2 separate regions of the Sus scrofa genome follow, and region 1 is linked to region 2. Evidence: chromatin contacts called from public promoter capture Hi-C data. All regions are on one chromosome and are shown on one strand. Each heading gives the region's core, a stretch centred on a gene start, on an enhancer-like site or on the middle of the called end of the contact. The rest is flanking DNA. Distances are from core to core; before and after follow the strand shown. Region 1 holds the start of HMGB2 (high mobility group box 2). Region 2 holds the start of CTSB (cathepsin B).

Region 1 (4,381 bases), core at 1,197-3,696, 1.7 Mb before region 2:
AACTGCATAAATTTTTCAAGTTTTTTAAATTCCAGATCTGATTTTCAAAAAACACTCTGTAAATATGAATAAAATGGGCATGTTTTAACCAAGTATTTTCCTAAGTCAACCATGTCTAAGAACTATTAGGCAGAGTGATTTAAAAAGTTGACATGGTTCCAGACCATCTTCTTAAAATAAAAAGTAAGCATATAAGACAAAGACAATAGAAATAATATACATAATTTTATTACAAAATTTTTTTTAAAAAACAAAATGCAACATTCTAGAAAACCCAAAATTTGCTATTGATACTTATTTCTACGAGTTTGCTGTTACCATACACAAGAAATTAAAGAAACCATTAAATATTTAGAAACATTCAACATCAGAAGCTTTAAAATCTAACTGTATGTAGTAGCCCCTCAAAAAGCTGCAACCTGCACTTTTAAAAAAAGTATTTTCTCTACAAAGAATCTTATTAGCTATACAAAAATCTGTACAGTTTTTATACTGAAGCTAATATTGAGCTGCACTTGAATTCACATTCTTAGCAAAATAATTGCCTGAGCACACACACACACTCCACACACAACATTACAGGATAGCCATTTATTCCTCATCTTCATCTTCTTCCTCCTCGTCTTCATCTTCTTCCTCCTCTTCCTCTTCCTCCTCATCTTCTGGTTCACTCTTCTTCTTAGAGCCTGTTGGCCTGCCAGGGCCCTTCTTTCCTGCTTCACCCTTACCCTTGGCACGGTATGCAGCAATATCCTGAAATATTGTCAAAAAAAAAAAAATGCAATAAAATCAGCATCCGGTATCATTACTCAACCGTGAAAACCACTAAGTTGTAAACAATCTAAGATCATTGACCAATAACCCTGATGACTGTCTAAAATTTGATTTTGAGAGCATTCCCTCTGGGCCTTAGAAAGCTAATGATGTAAAATAATGGGGGTGTATTACACTGATATCAGTACTTTCACTACCCTTACCTGTTTACCTCACACAGCCAGCTCCTTCCCTAACTTCTCTTTTTAGATACATCCACATAAAACAATACTTTTGTTTGGTCCTCCACACTCTTAACTACATACCTATACTACAAGTGGAGTCTTGAATGCAGCAATCTACCAGTGCTACAAACATTGGTTTCAGTCCAAAAAGAAAGGTTTCAGTTAGTTTATGCTGCTTAAGCATACAATTCTCATTAGACCTTTTCAAAACAAAGCTGATAACCAAACTATGTGTGTACAGTTTCTACCTATTTCTATCATACTCATTTAGAAAATACCTACTTTATTTCAAACTTGCCTGGAAAAAATTAAGACAACATACCTTTTCATATTTTTCCTTTAGCTTAGCTGCTTTCTGTTCATACGGTTGTTTATCTTTGGCTGACTGCTCAGACCACATTTCACCCAATTTCTTTGCAGTATCCCCAATGGATAAGCCAGGGTGTTCACTTTTGATCTTTGGGCGATGTTCAGAGCAAAACAGGAAGAAGGCAGATCTAAAAGGAAGGAACAGAGGTTTAATACACTGAATGAAAGAGCAAGGGAGTAATTCTGTCGGTTTTAAAATAAACTCACGGAGGCCTTTTGGGAGCATTGGGATCTTTTTTCTTGCCCTTCTTGTCACCCTTGGGAGGGACGTAATTTTTCATCTCCCGGTCATAGCGAGCTTTGTCACTTTTTGCCATATCTTCAAACTTGGACTTTTCCTTGGCAGACATAGTCTGTGGGCATGAAAAGGGCAGGAAAAACACACGACTATAAACACCGAAGCGAGTCACCGCCACCTGCCCGTGCACGGAGCCCGGGAGCCGGGTGGGGGCCCGCGCCCACCTTCCATCGCTCGGAGCACTTCTTGGAGAACTCGGCGAAGTTGACCGAGGAATCGGGGTGTTTCTTCTTGTGCTCCTCCCGGCAGGTCTGCACGAAGAAGGCGTACGAGGACATCTTGCCCCGCGGCTTGTTGGGGTCGCCCTTCCCCATGGTGCTGCGGCGCCGGCGACGACGCGTCCACCTGGCGGGAGAGCGCGGCCGGGCGCTGGCGGGAGGCCGGGCGGGGCAGCTTCCCGCCCAAAGGCCCCCCGCCCCTCGGCCCGGGCCGCGACGCCCCGCGAGGCCCCTCCGCCCTGACAGGAAAGCTCTGGCTTCCACGCCGCGAGCCCCATTCCCACCTGCCGCCTCGGACCCCGCGTTCAAAACACGCCCGAACGGGCGGCCGGGCTTCCCGCCTCCACAGCGCGGCCCTCCGGACCGCACCCAGATCCCGCCCGCGGGGCCAGCCCCGACAGCTGCGGCGTCCGGGCCGTCCGGGAGGGAAGGGGGACGGCCGGCCACTCACCGGGGCCCGGAGGGGTCTCTTGCCTGGTGGTAGCTTCTCCTCAGGCTCCCGCGCAGCGGCCGGGTCCGACCGCGACGCTGCCTACCTGCGGCTCCGGCGTGAACTGGTTTGTCGCTAACGCAATCCTCCGCCTCTTGTTTTGCAGACTGCTCCGCGCCACGGCAACTTGACGAGCCGGTCCGCAGGCCACGCCCCCGACGCTCCGATTGGCTCTGGGGATTATTCAAACTCCAGGAGGCCCCGCCCCCTAGCCCCGGCGGCCTCCGATTGGTCGACGTGTCGCCAGGCCCGTCCCCACGGCCGCAGCCTAGCAGGTTCGGTGGGTCGCCCGGGTCGTTAACTCCCAGACCCGTTAGAACCGGTCGGGGGAGGAATGTGCTGCCCGATCCTGATTGGCGGCCGGAAAAGGGTTTGAAAAATGGCGGGCCTGGCGCTGACTGGCTGTGGCAGGAGGCGGGGGGCGTGGTTGGCCCGCCGGGGAAGCCCCGCCAGATTTAAAAATACTGAGTCTCAAAGCGCGGGGTCTACTCTACCCAGCCGGCACCGCTCGGTTGGCTGACGCTGAGGTAGCCGGGGAGGTGCGTCCCGTCGGTCCCCCGCCCCAGAGCGGCCGCAGTCCCGGCTCCCGGAGTGGTGGTCCCTGCCCCGTCCAGAGAATAACATGGGGAGGCCGAGGAGCCTGCGCTGCGGCGGACGACCAGCCCCGCCGGCGGTCGCTGAGGCTGGGGTAGGACCGGAGGAAGACAGGTGGCGAGACCCTGGGAGGGGTGGGGGAGCCGTTCCCGCCCCCACGGGGGCCAATCGCCCGTGGAGTCCACACTTGGCCCCTCATTCCCCACTTTGTCTCGGCGTCTAGCCGGGGGTGAGCAGGGCGGGGCCGGGAGGGGTGGGAAGCATCCCCCTGGCTCCACCCCTCCATCCGGGCCGGATCCTGGGCGGTGACCCTCGGGCTGGGCTATCCCTCCCATCCCCACCCGGTTGCTGCCCCGACTCCGATCCCTGCGACATCCTCCATTCCTCGCCGCCTTAGGCCGTTTCGCTGTCCCCGCGATGGTCACTGTTTTGTCTCTGCCACGCGGTCGTTTTTAAAACCTTTTCCGTGTCGGAGATCCCTCGGAGACACCCGGGAAGGCCTTGAAAGCTGCCCGCCCTCTGAAGCATTTACGCGCCAAACTGCGGCCGCGGCGCTTCACAGACTCCTCCCCGCCCAGGTTAAGAACCTTCCTTTCTGCGTCTGGTGAGAGCGCGGCCCAGCGACCTTAACTTTTCGCTTCAAAGCTCACAAGCCGCCTTTCCCGGGGTAGGACCATGGTGACTGACATGCTATCTCTGTGTTGCATTTAGTTTTGAGGGTTATTTTTTCTGTTGGCCCGTTTGTTAAGAAACAGTTGGTTTCAACAGATTTTAAATATTCTCTCTTTCCTCCGTAAATTCACTGGCATTTGTTAAACTGTGTGCTCCTATTTGGTTTGTATACAGTCCTCATGCTCAGCAGAACCTCAGTTCCAGCAGCTGTTTATCTAGATTTACTGATAAAAACTAGGTTTTTGAAAACGGAAATGGATGTTAGTTGCACGACGTGGTGCGTGTACCTAATACCACTGAATTTAAAAGTAAATTGGAAAATAATGCGTTAGTGATCTCTATTGCTATTTGAATAATATGGTATGGTTTATTTTTTCAACTTGGATTTCTCTGTGCTTTTATAGCACAATTGTAACTGATTTTATATGAGAATAGGGTCAATGCACATGTAATTAGATAAGGTGAGATCATACCTGGGTGAGCCCCTAATCCAATATGATTGATTTCCTCGTAAAAACTGTGGGTTTGGCCACAGAGACAGACATGATATGAAAAGACAAGGGGAGAAGATGGCCATCTACCAGCTAGGGAGAAAGGCCTGGAATAGATCCTTCTCTTAACAACCTACAGAAGGAGCCAACCCCTCTGATACCAATTTCCATTCTTTATCTCATCACAGCAGAGAACAGGAAGACATTTCTATAATCTACTTTTATCCTCCATTCCAAGACTTCATTTTCCT
Region 2 (4,730 bases), core at 426-2,925:
CTGGCACCACCATTTCAGATTTCTGCCTCTCAGGCCCTTCTCTATAGAAATTCCTACCAGCTGTTGAAATTAGTGGTAATTAAATAACTTTCTATTTCTTATTTCATTTTTTTGATCTGCTCCTTTAAAAAAACGTATTGGAGTATGTTGACTTCCAAAGTTGTGTTTCAGGTATACAGCAAAGTAAATCAGTTATACATATACACATATACATTCCTTTTGAGATTTTCCCAGGAGTTCCTGTTGTGGCTCAGTGGTACGGAACCTGACCAGTATCCTTGACGATGCGAGTCCAAGCCCTGGCCCCACTCAATGGGTTAAGGATCCGGCCTCTGCCTTGAGCTGTGGCATGGATCAGGGACACAGCTTGAACCTGTGGCATAGGTGGGCAGGGCAGCTGCGGCTCCCATTAGACCGCTAGCCTGGGAATGTCCATATGCTGCAAGGGCAGCCCTAAAAAGAAAAAATTCACAGATTCTTTTCCCATATATCTCTATACAGTATTGTGTAGATATCCCTCTGCTATAAAGTATGTCCTTGTCACCTTTCTATTTTATACACAGTAATGCATATATGTCAATCCCAATTTCCTATTTTATCCCCCCCCACCTCTCCTTTGGTAATCAGAGACTCAAGATTTTCAAAGCAAATTGTTTTGTAAGTTCTTTTGTATCATTTTTTATTAGATTCCACATATTAGTGATCTCATATATTTCTTTCTCTGACTTCACTTAGTATGGTCATTTCTAGGCCCATCCATGTTGCTGCAAATGGCATTTTTCATTCTTTTTTTTTTTTAATGGCTGAGTAATAGTCCATTGCATATATGTATCACATCTTTTTTTCGCCCACAGCTGCATCTGCGGTATATGTAAGTTCCAGGCCAGGGACTGAATCCGAGCTGCAGCTGCATCAGCCCTGGATCCTTTACCCACTGTGCTGGGCTGGGATCAAAGCCGTACCTCCAGAAGGACCCAAGCTACTGCAGTCAGATTCTTAACCCACTGCACCACAGCGGGAACTCCCACACTATGTCTTCTTTAGCCAATCCTCTATTCATAGACATTCAGGTTACTTCCATGTCTTGGCTATTGTAAATAGTGCTCCAGTGAACACTGGGGTGCATGGTATCTTTAGGATGGTTTTCTGGATACAGGCCCAGGAGTGGGATTGCTGGATATGGTAGTTCTATATTTAGTTTTAGCTACCGCTTAAAAATTCTTACATATCTAGAACATCTGATAGGCACATTCAAGCTAACAGCCTTTTAAGGCTCTTCTGGGAGGCCTGCTGTCATGACACCCCCATCTGTGGCAGTGGTTTCTGAATGAATGAAATAAGGAACAGCTGTCCCAAGCAGGGATCCGTGTCCTCTGCTGCGCTGGGCCCAGACCCCCTCGGCCCCAGGGAATTTCTCCAGGAGGGGTGACCCTCTCCCTCTCAGGCCCACCTCGCGTGCCCTTCCGCTCGCAGAACGCAGAACTTGGGGCACTGAGGGGTACAGGCGGATGAGGAAGGTTCTGAGCCCTTCCCAGGCTGCTGGGGACCCGGTGGGGGCGGGGCGCGGCGCCAGCTGCCCTGGTCACGTGGCGAGTCAGGCGGAGGAGGGCGCGGGCGGGGCCTGGTGCGGTACTTAGCGCGGGGGCGGCTCTGGGAAGCTAAGGCGGCTGGCTGTTCGGGCGTCAGAACCTGCCCGAGCGCTCGGAGGCTGCAGACCTAGGCCCTCGGCGGCGGCGGCGGCGGAGCGCGGTGAGTGCGTACGGATGCGGTGCCCCCCCGGCGGAAGTGACCTGGGGCAGAGGGATGGGGAGACCGGCTGGCTTGTACCTCTGCCGGGCCCCGGCGGTGTCCCAGGGCCGGCGGAAACGGAGAGGCGAGCTGGGCGGCCCCCGCGCACTCCCGGTCGTGGCTCTGGTGAGAAGAGCAAAAACAACCCCCACGCATGCGGCCGGACCCCACCCCAGCTCCGGCTGTGTTCGGACCCCGGGCCGGCCTGACCGCGGTGTCGGGCCGGGGTGAGGGGTGGGGTGGGGCAGTACGGCGGGGCTGGGCAGTTTGCGGGGGAGCCCGAGGGAGGAGCCTGCGAGGAAAAGCTCAGCCCCGACCCACTGACTTTCGGCTGCACCCCGGGAGCCGCTTGTGAGCTGCTGGGCCTCAGTTTCCTCAGCAAATTGCTGAGTGGATATTATTTGCCTGCGTCCGCTTTAGATGTTTTCTTTTTCCAAAAGGGTTTTCCCCGGGCAGCTTGTTTGCACAACTACACACGGTTCCAGGGTCCCCAGAAGACAGAAATTGGGAAGCTGGAACCTGGCCCTGGGTGGGGCAGGGTGGGACCCACCGGAAGAGTTAAATCCTTGGGTGGGAGGAGAAACTGGGGCGGGGGGGGGGGACAGGAGACTGTAGGGCCCGGGACCCTGGGGGAGTGGAGGGGAGAGGGGTGCAGACTCTGTTCCTGGACTGCTAGGGAAGGGAAATCCGCTTGGGCCCATGGTGCTGTGGGGGAGGGGAAGGCAGGGCAGAGTCCTTGGGCATCGCCTCCTCCCTCACTTAATGACCCTGGAAGCCTGGGAGAAGGAGCGTCTTAGGGTGGCTGAGTTTGGGGAGTCAGCGGGCTGTCCAGGTAGACGTGAGTTGGATTTGCTTGCGTAATGGGCCCCAATCCCGTCCCCAGGGACTGAGGAGGCCGGTTGGCTGGTGTGGGGAGGACAGTAACTCATACGCGGGGGCGGGGGTGGGGGTGGGGTGTTCAAAGGGAGACCTTTGGAAAGCCTGATCCTCAGCTGTCTCCACTAGAGGGGAATGCAGCTGAAGGGCGTTCACCTCAGTTGAATCTATGGATGCAGAGCCCTAAGAGGAAGAGCCTTAGAAGGATGTCTGGTTCGGTAAAGGCTACTTTCCTTTTCTCCCTGACATCCTTAACTTCATGGAGAATTGTTTCCTGTTGGCGCTGGTGATGGTGACCTAGTGCCTTTAAGCTCTGTAGAGATCAGGGGCTGGGCTGCCTTCACTCTGTGTGACTTTCTCAAAGAGTTGAAGGCATCTGGCGAAAGGATTCGCCCCAACCTATTGGGGGCATTGGTCCCAGAGCTGGGGTGCTGCTGAGTGGAAAGGTGCAGATCCCTTACCTGGGGGCTTCACAGGCCCAGGGGCAGTGCCGGCCAGACATAGCCCTGGCTCCACGTACCTCCCATGATGCTGGGTCAGGACAGCCCTGTTTCTGAACTGGTCAGGTGGTGAGGGTAGAAGCCCTTAGGCTCCAGGAACACCTGCCTCCTGCTGATTCACCAGCTTGAACTGAGGTCCTCCTTGTAGACTGGCCCTTTCCCTGGCTACTAGCCCTGGGAGTTGGAGTAGGAAGTCACACACAGTTTAGGGCTAAGAGAGATCTTGTGTTACCATGGGCATTTGGGTTGAGAAGTGAAAGAAGATCACTTTCAGGTGAATCCTGGAACATCTCTTGGGTGGTTTTCTTAAATGTGGGGATGAGTTGTGGTTGTGTTTAAATATCCCTGTCCTTAGGAGAGAAGGACTCAGTGTCTGCTGCTTGTTTTTGTTTTTTATCTTGACATAAAGTACTGGAAACATGGGAGGTCAAACTATAAAGCAATGGAAATCTTGTAGGTCAAGGAGGATTGTGATTGGACACTTGGATGTCATTTAGCTTCCTGTGTAGAGCTGTCAGGGTTGAAAGTAGTTGATGAATCTAGTTGAGGCACATGCAGGTGGAGGCCACTGGGAAGCAGTCTATGCCTGGTCTCCTGTCCTCCTCTCAGCTCATGCTGCCCAAGCAAGGGAGGGTGGAGAGACTCCTGACTCCTTCCATGGCTGGAATGTTCCCATCCCACCTAGCTTGGGCCGGAGGGGAATCCAGGGATCAATTGTCATTAAATATTTAGACTTAACCAATCCCATATTAAAGCTCAGGCCTCATCCCCATCCCTTTTTCACAGTGCTCAAGGACTGGGGTGGGGAGGAGGGGCTTCCCAGCAGGAGTGCCTTCCCTCCTGGCTACAGCTCTGTTCTGCAGGCAGCAACTTTCAGCTTCTTTGCTCTTCAAGTCTTACTGATGGCTGAAGGACTCCAGTCTGCTCATCTCTTTATAATTTTCCTGCATGGTTGGGGTTGATTTTTTTTTTCCTGTTTTTTTAATACTTTGTATCAGCCCATGAATAATGTGATTAAAATTGACCAACTGTATTCCACGTGTATCCTTTTCACTTGTGTCTGTGAGACTGATTTATGTTGATACTGACAGCTCCAGGTCATTCATCTTAAATGCACCGTGTATTTATCTACTAAGGGACAGTTAAGTGGTTTTTGCTTTTTCACTGTCCTCACCACCACTACGGTAAATATCCTTGTCTCTGCCAGCTTCTTGCAGGTGTTTCTCTAGTGCAGAAGCAGAAGTCCAGGAAGATACTGGGTCATATGATGTGTGCACCTTCCACTTGTCTAGGCCACAGACAGTGCTGTGTCCAATGAGGTTTTACCAATAGGTATTTGCAGTGGCCTCATGGGTTCCTGTTCCCCATATTCATCAACACTAGAAATTACCAGACTTAATTTCTGCCAATCTGATGTGTTTGAAATGGTGTCCTTGTTTTAATTTGCATGACTGGGAATTCAAATTAAGTTCTTTGCCCTAGGAAATTGTTGATGGGTTTTTTGTCATTGTCTCTCAGCGATTAACATTTGCGATTTTTAATGTGTTTGTGAAACAACAGAACTTA

Evidence for each region. Promoter capture Hi-C pulls out the DNA fragments that hold promoters and counts their contacts.
Region 1: a contact with region 2 is called in a promoter capture Hi-C map of fetal liver, with 5 times the contacts expected there. The contact joins the promoter of HMGB2 here to the promoter of CTSB in region 2. A contact is called at or near these places in 1 of 5 promoter capture datasets (fetal liver) and 1 of 2 datasets of contacts at active chromatin or transcription factors (alveolar macrophages).

The regions. Positions count from the first base shown.
Region 1 is chr14:16,708,116-16,712,496 of Sscrofa11.1, reverse strand. HMGB2 (high mobility group box 2) reads right to left here and starts at 2,446. Exons shown (of 5, transcript NM_214063.1): 1 at 2,335-2,446; 2 at 1,830-2,010; 3 at 1,575-1,720; 4 at 1,321-1,495; 5 at 214-753. The coding sequence starts at 1,979. The coding sequence ends at 592. It overlaps LOC106507243 (a long non-coding RNA gene), which reads left to right and starts at 3,068. Exons shown (of 4, transcript XR_001303102.2): 1 at 3,068-3,634.
Region 2 is chr14:15,031,696-15,036,425 of Sscrofa11.1, reverse strand. CTSB (cathepsin B) reads left to right here and starts at 1,675. Exons shown (of 10, transcript NM_001097458.1): 1 at 1,675-1,749.